Linked DNA regions of Mus musculus: all the other regions are linked to region 3. Evidence: chromatin contacts called from public targeted proximity ligation data. All regions are on one chromosome and are shown on one strand. The core of a region is the stretch at or near the end of the contact, and the rest is flanking DNA. Distances in the headings are between cores, read along the strand shown. Region 1 has its middle 47 kb from the start of Gm8630. Region 2 has its middle 85 kb from the start of Gm8630. Region 3 has its middle 98 kb from the start of Tle4.

Region 1 (3,719 bases), core at 123-2,622, 310 kb before region 3:
AGTACCCACACCAGGTGGCTCACAATCACCAGTAACTCCAGTTGCAAATTATCCAACCCTTTCTTCATATTCTATGGCTACCTCCACTCATGTGCACATAATTACACAGAAACACAATTAATAATAATAATAATATTTCTAACAATAAAAGAGGAAGACACACAAAGCTATGGTGTCTTATGACCTAGAGATGATATGCACATGAGGTCAACTTATGAGAAATGTAAAGGGTATGGTAAGTTAATGCCAAAGGATCCAATCAGCAAACTGCAGACTCTGGGAAACTGGGTCAACAAACCACTTCCTTCACTTCAAATGAATTTTAAAGAGACGAGAGAAACCGTTGATTAAAAGTGACTTCAAAGACATTTTTGAAAGGTGTCAGTCAATCTTAATGCATTGAGATATCCATGAGGCAACTTAAAATTTGGATACTGATTAAAAATTTAAACATATTTGGGTCCTGACATTTCAGGTGTGCTAATGGCACTGCGGGGCTGAATCTGCCGAAGTGTGGCTGTCTTCCGGGGAAGCATGCTACAGAGCTTAACAGAAGACATGGTGTGAAATGTGAGATTTGCTTCAAAAGACTGTTGGAAAGAAGAATTGAATAGAGAGATAGTTACCAGGTTTGGCTTCTAGAAAGGCCCCAGATGACTCTGCCTCCTGGTGTGCCTTCACTTTTGCTAGGGTGTAGGCAAAAAGAAGCGATCTTTTTCTAGGAATTAGAATATAACAAGGATATAGGGTATTGCCTTTTCCACAATATGGTGTTCTCTTTTGTTTTCTTTCCTAGGACACTTTGAAGAAGCAAGCTGTCATGAAGTGACATAGTGTACAGAGCTGTCCCCAGGAAAGAGATCTAAAGGCACTCTCTGCTAATTCTTTAAGAGGAACCAAGGACTGCCAGGATCTAGTGAGCGATTCGAAACACCTTGAGATGAGTGTAGCTTTGTGAGAGTGGCCAACACCACAGAGAGTAACAACTTTACTCTCACAAGTAGCAAATATTGTATAAGACAAGATTGGCCATAGCTTCATTAGTCTTGGGATTGGGTGCCAAGCACACAAGAGTTCATTTACTATTCTAGCCACTGTGGATGTGTTTGAGATTCTCCCATGACAAAGATTCCTATAAAAGGAATCAGTGAAATCTGCCAATAGCAAGCTTCGGCCCTTCCTGTCCTCCTTCCTTTAAGGAAAGCTTGGCCATTTCCAGATGGATAGAATTCGTTTCCACATCTTTCCAGCTCAGTTTTCCCAAGGCTGCCCCTAAAGCTGCGTCACTCCTGAGTACCGACCCAGTATGAATGAGGAAGCCCAGTACACAGACTTAGAAGGGAAACACTAAAGAGAGAGCTCTCATGTGTTACTTTCACTATCATTTTGGGGAGTGGCAGTGGAACAGATTCAGTAACGGGAGTCATAATAGAGAGGGTACACAAGAAAGGAAGGAGGCAGAGACACTTGGGACTTGCACTAAGAAAATACAGATGATGCAGAACTTGATCATTCGTTTTCCAGACTGTGGATTCATTGCAGACTCTGTTTTTCTTCCTGGTTTTTTTTTTTTTCCCATTCTTTTTTACTATTGACCAATCCCAATTTTTTTAAACTTTCCCTGGCAGAGAACCCTATGACACAGAAGTCAGCTGTTCTTCCCTATCAACATATGTTAGACATGTTAGAGATCATGGATGTCAATAGCAGAGTCTAACCACTGTTAATTAACACAGAGTGAATGGCAAATGCAACTTTGCATTGCTACTGAGCACACAGCTCATCCATGCATCAGGGGTCCAAGTTTATAAGGTCACAGTTTGATAAAATTTAACAAGTGTTTTAGAAGAGCTATAAAATGTTTAATTTTTTTTTAAATCAAACCCACATGTAATTTTCTTATCTTCTTTTGACAGGGATGATTTTAAATTAGCTATTTGCCACTGTGTTCTCATAAAAAAAAAAAGAAAGAAAAGAAAAGAAAAAACGATTATAGGATATGACTCACAGGGGCTTGAGTTATGTAGAAATGCTAGGATGTTGAGTGGCAGCTGTGGCAGCAGCTCATCTCTCAGAGCGGGCCTTCTTTCCCTTGTGGTCCAGCCTACTGTGTGCAAGTAATTCCCCACACGGGCTCCAGGTGGGGCTACCTGGATGTAAATTTGAGTTCTGCCACTAAACCAGGGCAAAAACTCTCAGATAAAAACATTTTCCGTGTTTTCAGGTGCACTGTGTTCACCTACAAGAACATTGGATGATAAGGTAGTTAATTCCTCCTTTTGTTAAAGATCAAAAGAAATACCACATGTAAGTGACTTGACACAGCGCAAAGTCCCTCAGCAAGTAAGAGTGATCTCTCTCCCTATCAGTGCTCTGATTACCAAATTACTCTGAACCAGTACTCCTCAGGCACAGGAATTTGAATTATAGCATACAGGGAGATAAATCTTCCACTCTTTTTAAGCTGGTATTTTGATGTTAAAACTAAAGAAGTCAGAAAGATGTATGTGTGCATATGATTGGCTTCTTTAGGATCTTGATGTCCCCTTTAGTTTCTCAACTGAAAACAGTGGTCCTAAGGAGAGGATTGGCAATTTGAGACATGTTGGAAACATACTGATTGTCATAACTGAGGAGGTGTTATTCATACGCAATAGCTAGAGATCAGAAAGTTTGCTAAGTTCCTACAGTGCACAGGACCTGCGCAACAACAAACAGTTATCCATTAGGAGGCTCAAGAGTATCAAGACTGAGAAACTGTCCTCAGAACAGCCAGGAACAGAATTCTTCCTTTAGCTATCCTGCAGTAGTTTGGGGCAAGCATCTGTTTACCAATAACCAAGTCTACTCTCAAATGTTCTCTATGGAACTGATGATTTCTTAATCAGGATAAGCAAGACTTCAGACAACTTCTCCAAGCCTCTGTCAGCTAGATCAAGGCACGCTAAGGCAGTGGTTCTTAACCTGTGGGTCGCAACAACTTGGGGAGGTCAAATGACCTAACATGGGAGTTACATATCAGATTCATGAATGTCATATTTTACATTATGATTTTTGGAGTAGTAAAATTACAGTTACGAAATAGGAATGAAAATGATTTTATGGTTGCAGGTCACCACAATATGAGGAACTGTTTAATAGCATTAGGGAGGTTGAGAACCATCATGCTAAGAAAAAGGGGGAAAAAAACAGTGTAAGTAAAGAGGCATTGGAAATATTCTATATTTTATAAATACACCTAAATACTCCAGCTTATAATTCCCCATGCCTAGAGCTAGCGCATCTGTGCCCACTTGAGCCAACCCCACTGGATGTCTAAAGTGAGTGGGAGAGTCCCAGAATGTGCACAGTTAAAATACTTTCAGTAGCTCTGCAATTCCAACAAGTCCTGCTTCCATACCAATCAAAACACTAGGAACTATTTATTTGACTATTTCTCCAATAACCACTCCAGCACAACTACACCACACACAAACACACACACACACACACACACACACACACACACACACCACTACCATAAATTTCTAATTTGAAATTATTTAAAGAGCTTATTATTTGAAGAGCTAGAAACCGGAAGCCTGTTTTTCCACACTGAAAATATTTGAATGGGCTGTTTGACAGCCTCTCAGAAGTGCACCCATCCAACAGAAACAAACCCTGTGCAAACAAATCTAGTGATGCAGAAATCCTCTGCACTAAAGGATGGGGAGGCCTCC
Region 2 (3,905 bases), core at 1,264-3,763, 340 kb before region 3:
TGATGTACTCAACTCCTTTGAGAACTATTGCATTAGCAACGCCACATGTTTTCATTGCAACTTTCTTAGGTGCGTTTGCTCATCTAGCATATACTGTGGTCCTGCAGAAGAGCTTAAGAAATACAGTGTTTCAGGGCTTTATTGTACCAATATAGCAATACACTTTAAAAGTCTTGGAGAACTTCCCTTTGGGGAAAGATGAACTGAAATTATTGTATAAGGTCATTAACAACCAGAATAGAACATTCGTTTATGTACTAATCCCATTGGCTGCTACAACGTGAGTTCTCCACGTGTCTAGAAATCACAAAAAGCAGGTAGTTGAAATTTCATAAGATCCTCACAAAGGAATTGTAAATATTTAAATCCTATTGGTCAAGGTTATCATGCTCATGAACGCCGCCTTGTGAGTGAAGAAACTTTTCCATTTAGCTGTGCACTTTCCTTTTCATAGGCACATCATGTTTATTTCTCTTTGTTATAAAACAGAAAAACCTAAAATGAAAGTTAAAATCCTGCCTCCACCTAGTGTCCCCTGAACCCCACTTGCTAGATGCTGAGCCAAAAGCTAACATCTTCACGGCTCTTCCCACTGCTCCTGTGCATGAATAATACACTTTGTGTGAATGGACCACAACATGCATATTATTAACTTGTCACTATAGATTAGACACACAGATTTACCTTATCTTTCTTCCAGTTGCACAATATTCCTTTGTATAAATGTGGCATAAGGTATTTAATCAGTCCCTGTTTGATGGATTATGTGAGCTGCATGACGGCTTAAAGAAGCATTTGTGTATAAGTGGTTTATAATCCAAAATAGAAAGGAGAGGTGTAGCCTAGAGGCATATAAATCCAAATGAAAACAAAGTAAACAAATAAAACTTGTTCTGAGCAAAGTAGAAACATTTTGATATTCCTGTTAGGAGGAAAAGCTTGCTTCTGTACCCACCAAAGTCCAACTTTGGGGACAGCAACATGGGGATCCTGCATCAACACTGGGAAGTTGTATACATCTTAAGACATCTTTTGTGGTCTCTGATGGCTGAAGGGCTCAGTAGATGAGGTGTTGGGGAGAGAGGCGGGGAACAGCACAGAGAGTACACAGGAGAACAGTATATGCTAAGCAGTGAATATTTAAGATCAGACTGCTATGGTCTGAATCCCAACTGAATAATCACAGACCTACATTTAAACTGGATGAACTCAGTTTCTCTGTCTACAGAATAAGGATATGTTTACCCCTCATGTTATTGCTGAGAAATCTAGTAGCTGTAATGAATTAATACTCGTTGTAGGCAGAGACAATCATAGGTGTCCTTGGCATGGTCTCTGGCTTAACTCTGAAGACAAATCTCTCATCCTACAGAGAAACAGTGTCAAAGAAGGCAAATATTTTGCCTGTGGTCACATGTGTAGTAAGAGAGGTTCTGGGGTCAGATTTAAAGCTATCTTTAGTTGAGATGTGTTTCTGGTGGTCTAGTAGCTGAGAATTTCTCGCTCTCTCTCTCTAAATATTGAGAAAGACAGTGAGTTAAGTCACAAACCCTAAAGCTCATTGCTTTAAACACACAGTGCAGAGTTTTCTGGCAGTTTCCAAAGACTGCTATCTCCACTGTTACCTGACTTAAACATCCCCAGTCCTCCAAAAATACAGTCATTCAATTCACCCTTCTCTCTAGCATAAGCTCTGTTTCTGTGAATTTCCTCACTTGGAACAATTCTTATGATGAATCCTATGAGTCTGTCACCTTTGTGTTTGGTTCCTCACATGCAATGTATCTCCGTCATTTTCCCATCTTGTAGATGGTCAAATACCCCATCCCTCTGAGTGGCTAAATAATATCCCATTGTATAGTTATCCCACATCTTAGTTATCTAATCATTTGTTGACAGACACCTGAATCCATTTCATCTTTTTGTGATTATAATCAGTTATGAATTTGCATGATCAAGCTTTAAATAGACTGACATTTTTATGTTTCCTGAGTATATTGTCTAGAGTGACATTTCTGGGTTATATAGTGCTGCATTTTTAGATCTGAAGAGCCCTTCAAAGGTCTCGGCATTATAGATTTGAAGCCTAGCCTGTGATGCTACAGGAGAAAGTGTGGGATGTTGAAGAGCAGGGGCTGGTAAGAGCCCTTGGGTCACTGGGGGCATGTCCTCAAATAGGACTGAGGGACCCACCCAGTCTCTTTCCTTCTTTTTCCCCACACATCCCCTTGCCATTGGCTGGAAAACAATGGGTCAAACCAAACCTGGCCTGAAATATCCAAAGCTCTGGGCAAAGAAAACTTTCCTCTTTATGTTACCTTAGAAAGGCCATTCGGATATAACAACACATCACAATAGGTCTGTTTAATGTCTATGGGGAATATCATTTCTCAAAAGTGCTTTCCACAATGGTGGCAGTAAATTCATGTCTCTATGTGCCATCTGAGTGAGCACCGGTTGCTCCAAACCCTCACCACCACTCAGTTTCCTGTTTACTTTTCAGCTTGTATCACAGGAAACCCCAGTAAGTGTGAAATGGTATCTCGCTGTGGCTTTGATCAGGACTAATGATGTTCAGTATCTTTCTTGAGCTCACATGTATTGCCGTAGAGAAACATGAATCTACATCCTTCAGCATTTTACAATTGGGTTTTGCCTTTATCCTGTGTAATAAGAGTCGTATAGCTGTCTTATTAGACCCTATCAGATATGTGATTTATAAGTGTTTTCTCCCTGCCTCAAGATTCTTTTTCTTCTTTGTGCTGATGTCATTTGATGCCCCAAGGCTTTCATTTTGTCATGTGCTATTTGATCTCTTTTTCAATAGTTTCTTTTACTTTTTGAGTCATCTGCTTTTAAAGTTCTTCTCCTCACAGTACCCAGTTCTTAGGGACAAGATTAGATATGCAAAGTCCTTGCCACTGTATCTGACACAGCATAGGATTTTAATATATTTCAGTTCCTTCTTTCTGTATTCAAGAAGCCAGAAAGAGAATGAGTTTGGATGAGACAAGTGTCTGGACTCTGCATATTCAGAGAAAACCCAAAAGCTAACACAAGTGAGGGGAAGGGGATGGGGCTGTAGGGTGTGAATGTGAGCTAACCAAACACCCAGCAGGACTGAGCTCAACTGGCTAAGTCAATGTGTAGGACTGCGGGGAATATTTGGATGAAGATATGTAAAAGCCAATAGTAGCAGTAGTTGGCTAGCATGAAGGGAACTGGAGATGTATTTATGAATTTGAAATTGAAAATGAATTCTGCAGTTATAACTTGGGCAGTGATGAGGTATTTTTAAAGCCAAATAAAACTGCATCATCTCACCTTCAAAGCCACTGCTGCCTCTCCATTACACTAAAACCAAAACCAACAGCAACACCTCGGGTCTGCACGCTAGACACACCCATGGAAAATTGGACATTGAGTGAGTGGGCAGCAGTGGAAAGCCATGTGGCTCCTGTGTGGGCAGCAGTGGAAAACCATGTGGCTCCTGTGGGTGCAGGTGCACGGGAAAGTATCTTGGGTGACTTCTGACACCTAAACCTGAGACACACTCTATGTTAAGTTGTGGTAGGAGCAGGGATTCTAATATGCTGCCATCTGCAGAGTGACCCTGTGGATGGCTTGGGTGTCTTTCTGACTGTCAATGTGCCAGAGTTCTGAAGCTACCTACTACTCCTTTCTAGAAATATGTATCAATATTTCTTCTGGTTACGCACTAAGAATGGATTCTCTCATCTGCAGCCAAGTACCTTGACCCATGTAATAATCTTCTGCTTACATTTCTATTCCTTCCATAAGAACTAAAAGGAGCGCTTCCTAGTTGTATGTTCTGTTCCAGATATTAACACTGAGGGTGTTAATTAAACCCAATTGATAAATCAGGGATGCAGTTAAACATTCTA
Region 3 (3,605 bases), core at 130-2,629:
AACCCTGTCTCGAAAAACCAAAAACCAAACCAAACCAAACCAAACCAAACCAAACCAAACCCCAATATTGTTCTTTGATTTTAGTATTTCTGTTGTAGATGACTTATTAGTCACAGTTTGCGTCTGGTTCCCTGCATCAGCCAGACTATCTGGCCCTGGGTTATAAGTACTTATGTATGTGTCAACTTAGGCTGAAACTTTTGAAAGCTGATACACAGTTTTCTGCCTTTCTTGTGTCCTGGTAATCCCATGAGCTGAGCTGGTAGAAGCCTTAGGTGGAAGGAGCATTGTTTGCTGAGTCACTGGTGGGGAAGAGCTGCTCTGAGGATGACTCTACATCTAAAAAGAAGGCATGGAGAGCTCGACATTTGTTTATCATAGCACAATCTAGGCATGCTAGCAAATATAGTCTGCTTGTATGGTAATAAACGGATCTGTAATCTGTAACACTAAGTAGCCACCTAAATGGTGGTAATTTGGACCTAATATGTATGAATATTAATTCTTTTAAACAAGAAAATTAGGGTATTTCACACACTTCCTTCAATATAAGGCACTCATTCATTAATTTTTAATGAGAAACATTCATTATTATGAATTCTCTGACAAGACTTTGATTTTTTTCTTTTGGTAAATGATGACCATAATTAAGCTCCTCATAATGAATACAGCAATTTTTAAACAATACAATTTATAAGATGCTTCTCCTCCCGGAGGTTTACTTTTGTTAAGAAAAAGAAATAGAGAATCTGGGACTACATTTCCACATCTGGGTTTATAGTTATGGCTTCATTTACCTTGGCTTTCCACTTATTCATCCGTTCCTTTGATACAAACCCTTTCTGCTCAACACAGGGTTAGTTGGCTTTAAAAAGAAAATTTAACATAGAGCATAGGATACAGGGACACTAGTAATAGAACTTTTTTTCCCTTAAAGGCTTCCTGTTGTTGCCATCTTTGGCTTCAGTTCCTTTGGTAGCTCAAAACTGTATCATTCACTTTTACAGCACACAAATGAATTCATACATATAAACCAGCAATTAATTGAGATAGTCAATCTATTTTTCAGGAGCATTTGATATCAGGGAAAACGGACAAAATTAGACCTATGACACAGCTATATGCTCCACTAGGAGGGTCTCGATGGGTTGTCAGTGGCCCCAGATAGAAGTAGATAGAGGTTACAACAATCCTGTCTGTGGAAGTTTTTTCAGTATCGTGACAAAGTACATGGCAGGGTGAAAGACTTGCATTAGTTTATGCCTTCAAAGTCTTCAGCCTCAGACCTTGCCTCCTTTGATTCTGATCTGTGGTACAACACACGTCAAGAACACATGACAGCGACTAGCTACCTCATGCTACCTTTGCTTCTGCTTTTCATTCATCCACCCTCCCCATCAACCCACATCCTTGCTGCACCCAGGGACGAGGTAGAACATCCAAAGCGTACCCCGTGACTCGCTTCCTGCACTGACTCCGCCTCTCAAAAGTCTTAGAACTGCATAGGATAGTATCATTAGGTGGGAGCCAAACATTCAACACGTGAGCCTATGATAGGCATATCTTATTCAAACCACGGCATTTGCCTACACAAAAATCACTTCTCTGTAGTCTATTTTCAGGTTGTTATGCATCATCTGTAGTGCACAGACAAATAGAAAAAGACAGACCTCAAAGTAAAGAGGCCAATACTGGATTCTCCTGATATCAGCCCACTGTCCTCTTTGGTTCTCTTAAGACAACAGGCCAGATGTCAAATTGCACACTGAGTCTCAGGACAAAAGTCTTCTACAACTCACTGTTTCATTAGGAAATCTTTGGTTCTCTGCACAAACTTCGGCCAGTTGAGTCCTTTCAGTGTTCTGCAATTTAAGATCACTGTCCTTCTTCATCCCATCCTAACCCAAACACTTTTAAAATATTATTCTTATTTTTACATATATGAATGTTTTGCCTGGATGAATGGTTATGCATGACATGAGGGCGTGGTGCCTACAGAGGCCAGAAGAGGAGCACAACTGGTCCCCTGGAACTGGAGTTACTGATCATTATAAGCCTCGTTGTCAGTGCTGGGAATCAAACCCAGGTCCCATGGAAGACCAGCCAGCTTATTCAGTCACCTCGCCAGGGCCCCTGACTTGAAATCTTAAGGGTTTGAGCAGGCTGCATTTCAAGGCATTTCTTTGGAACTTGCGCTCATTCATTCTTCAGCATAATCTATTGTTTATCTCATGGACGAACTATTTCAGAAGTCTCCCACTTTATCTCTCAAACCCCAGCCAGTGCCTTTCCTTTTGGTGTGCTGTCTTTTTGGATAGATGATGTGGAAGGCAATTTCTTTTCTGCGTTGTTCTTGTGGGCATCCTGCAGTAGAATTTGGTGAGATTGCATCAAATTCTTTTGGTGAATATAGTAAAAATTTTTTAACTGAAAAATTTTGTAAGACTATTATTTTATTTGTTTGTTTATTTATTTGTTTGTTTATTTGAGACAAGGTCTCACTGTAGCTACAGCTGTCCTGGAATTCATCATGTAGACCAGGTTGGTTTTGAACTCCTAGAGCTCTTCCTGCTTCTGCCTCCAAAGTTCTGGATTAAAGATGTACACCATCATGCCTAGTTAAGATTGTGATTTTTATAATCTATGTTCAGTGTTATTTATACAAGAAAAAAATAAGGCCCTGATCTCTCCTGTAAAATAAATTGACCATGAATATATTTTGAGTAGAATTATTTTTTCTTTGAATTGACTGCTTAGTTAAAAACAACCAAATTAATTCATAAAGCAGAGTACTCACATTTTATAAAAATATTTTTGAGTTTACCAATGGATGTAAGAAAAGGAATATAAATAGGATGCTGGGAATTAGGAATCAGAGAACATTTTATATCCAATTCACTTGTGCCATGTTCTTTCCCCATTGTTGAGGCTGCCTTCTGCCAGGAAGATGCAAGAACATTGATAAAGAATGGTGTACTTACAGAGTGCAGTCTTAAGTCACCATTAAACAAGCTGAAGTTGTTTGTTGTTTAATACAGAACCCATATTTCTTTTTTAAAAGAAAGGAAAACACTTAATTGGGACTGGCTTACAGTTTCAGAGGTTCAGTCCATTATTATCATGGTGAGAAGTTTGGCAGTGTCCAGGCAGACATGGTGCTGGAAGAGGATCTGAGAGTTCTGCATCTTGATCTGGAGGCAGCCAGGAGGAGGAGGCTCTCTTCCTCCCTTGAGCATAGGAGACCTCAAATCCTGCCTTCACAGTGACATACTTCCTACAGCAAGGCCTCACCCATTCCAACAAGGCCATACCTCTTAATAGTGCCATTTTTTACAAGCCAAGCATTCAAACACATGAGTCTATGAGGGGTCAAAATATTCAAACACACTTACCAACTCATGAAACACTCCAAAACCCACATCTATAAAAGGACTTTTCTGTGAAAATGACCTCAGAGAAAGCTATGGTTCCAAAGAGTGAGAGTTTAGGTCACATGAACCTCACTGTTCATTGTTCTAAAATGAACAGCTACCCTAATTTTCTTGGAATGAGTGGCTTGGACTATTGGCCTGTCAGTGTCACAGTGAGGTAATACTGCATAGTTT

Evidence for each region.
Region 1: a contact with region 3 is called in a targeted proximity ligation map of memory CD8 T cells, with 87 read pairs. A contact is called at or near these places in 28 of 484 Hi-C or Micro-C datasets (the AML12 cell line, the Ba/F3 cell line, CD4 T cells and 14 more), 7 of 130 datasets of targeted methods (CD8 T cells, the NIH/3T3 cell line, epiblast stem cells and 4 more) and 1 of 9 other capture datasets (embryonic stem cells).
Region 2: a targeted proximity ligation map of memory CD8 T cells shows a contact between it and region 3, with 80 read pairs. A contact is called at or near these places in 2 of 484 Hi-C or Micro-C datasets (both in CD4 T cells) and 2 of 130 datasets of targeted methods (CD8 T cells and memory CD8 T cells).

The regions. Positions count from the first base shown.
Region 1 is chr19:14,386,624-14,390,342 of GRCm38.p6, forward strand. No RefSeq gene overlaps it. Among named protein-coding and RNA genes, the nearest start is that of Gm8630, 47 kb to the right of the region's middle.
Region 2 is chr19:14,349,293-14,353,197 of GRCm38.p6, forward strand. No RefSeq gene overlaps it. Among named protein-coding and RNA genes, the nearest start is that of Gm8630, 85 kb to the right of the region's middle.
Region 3 is chr19:14,694,167-14,697,771 of GRCm38.p6, forward strand. No RefSeq gene overlaps it. Among named protein-coding and RNA genes, the nearest start is that of Tle4, 98 kb to the left of the region's middle.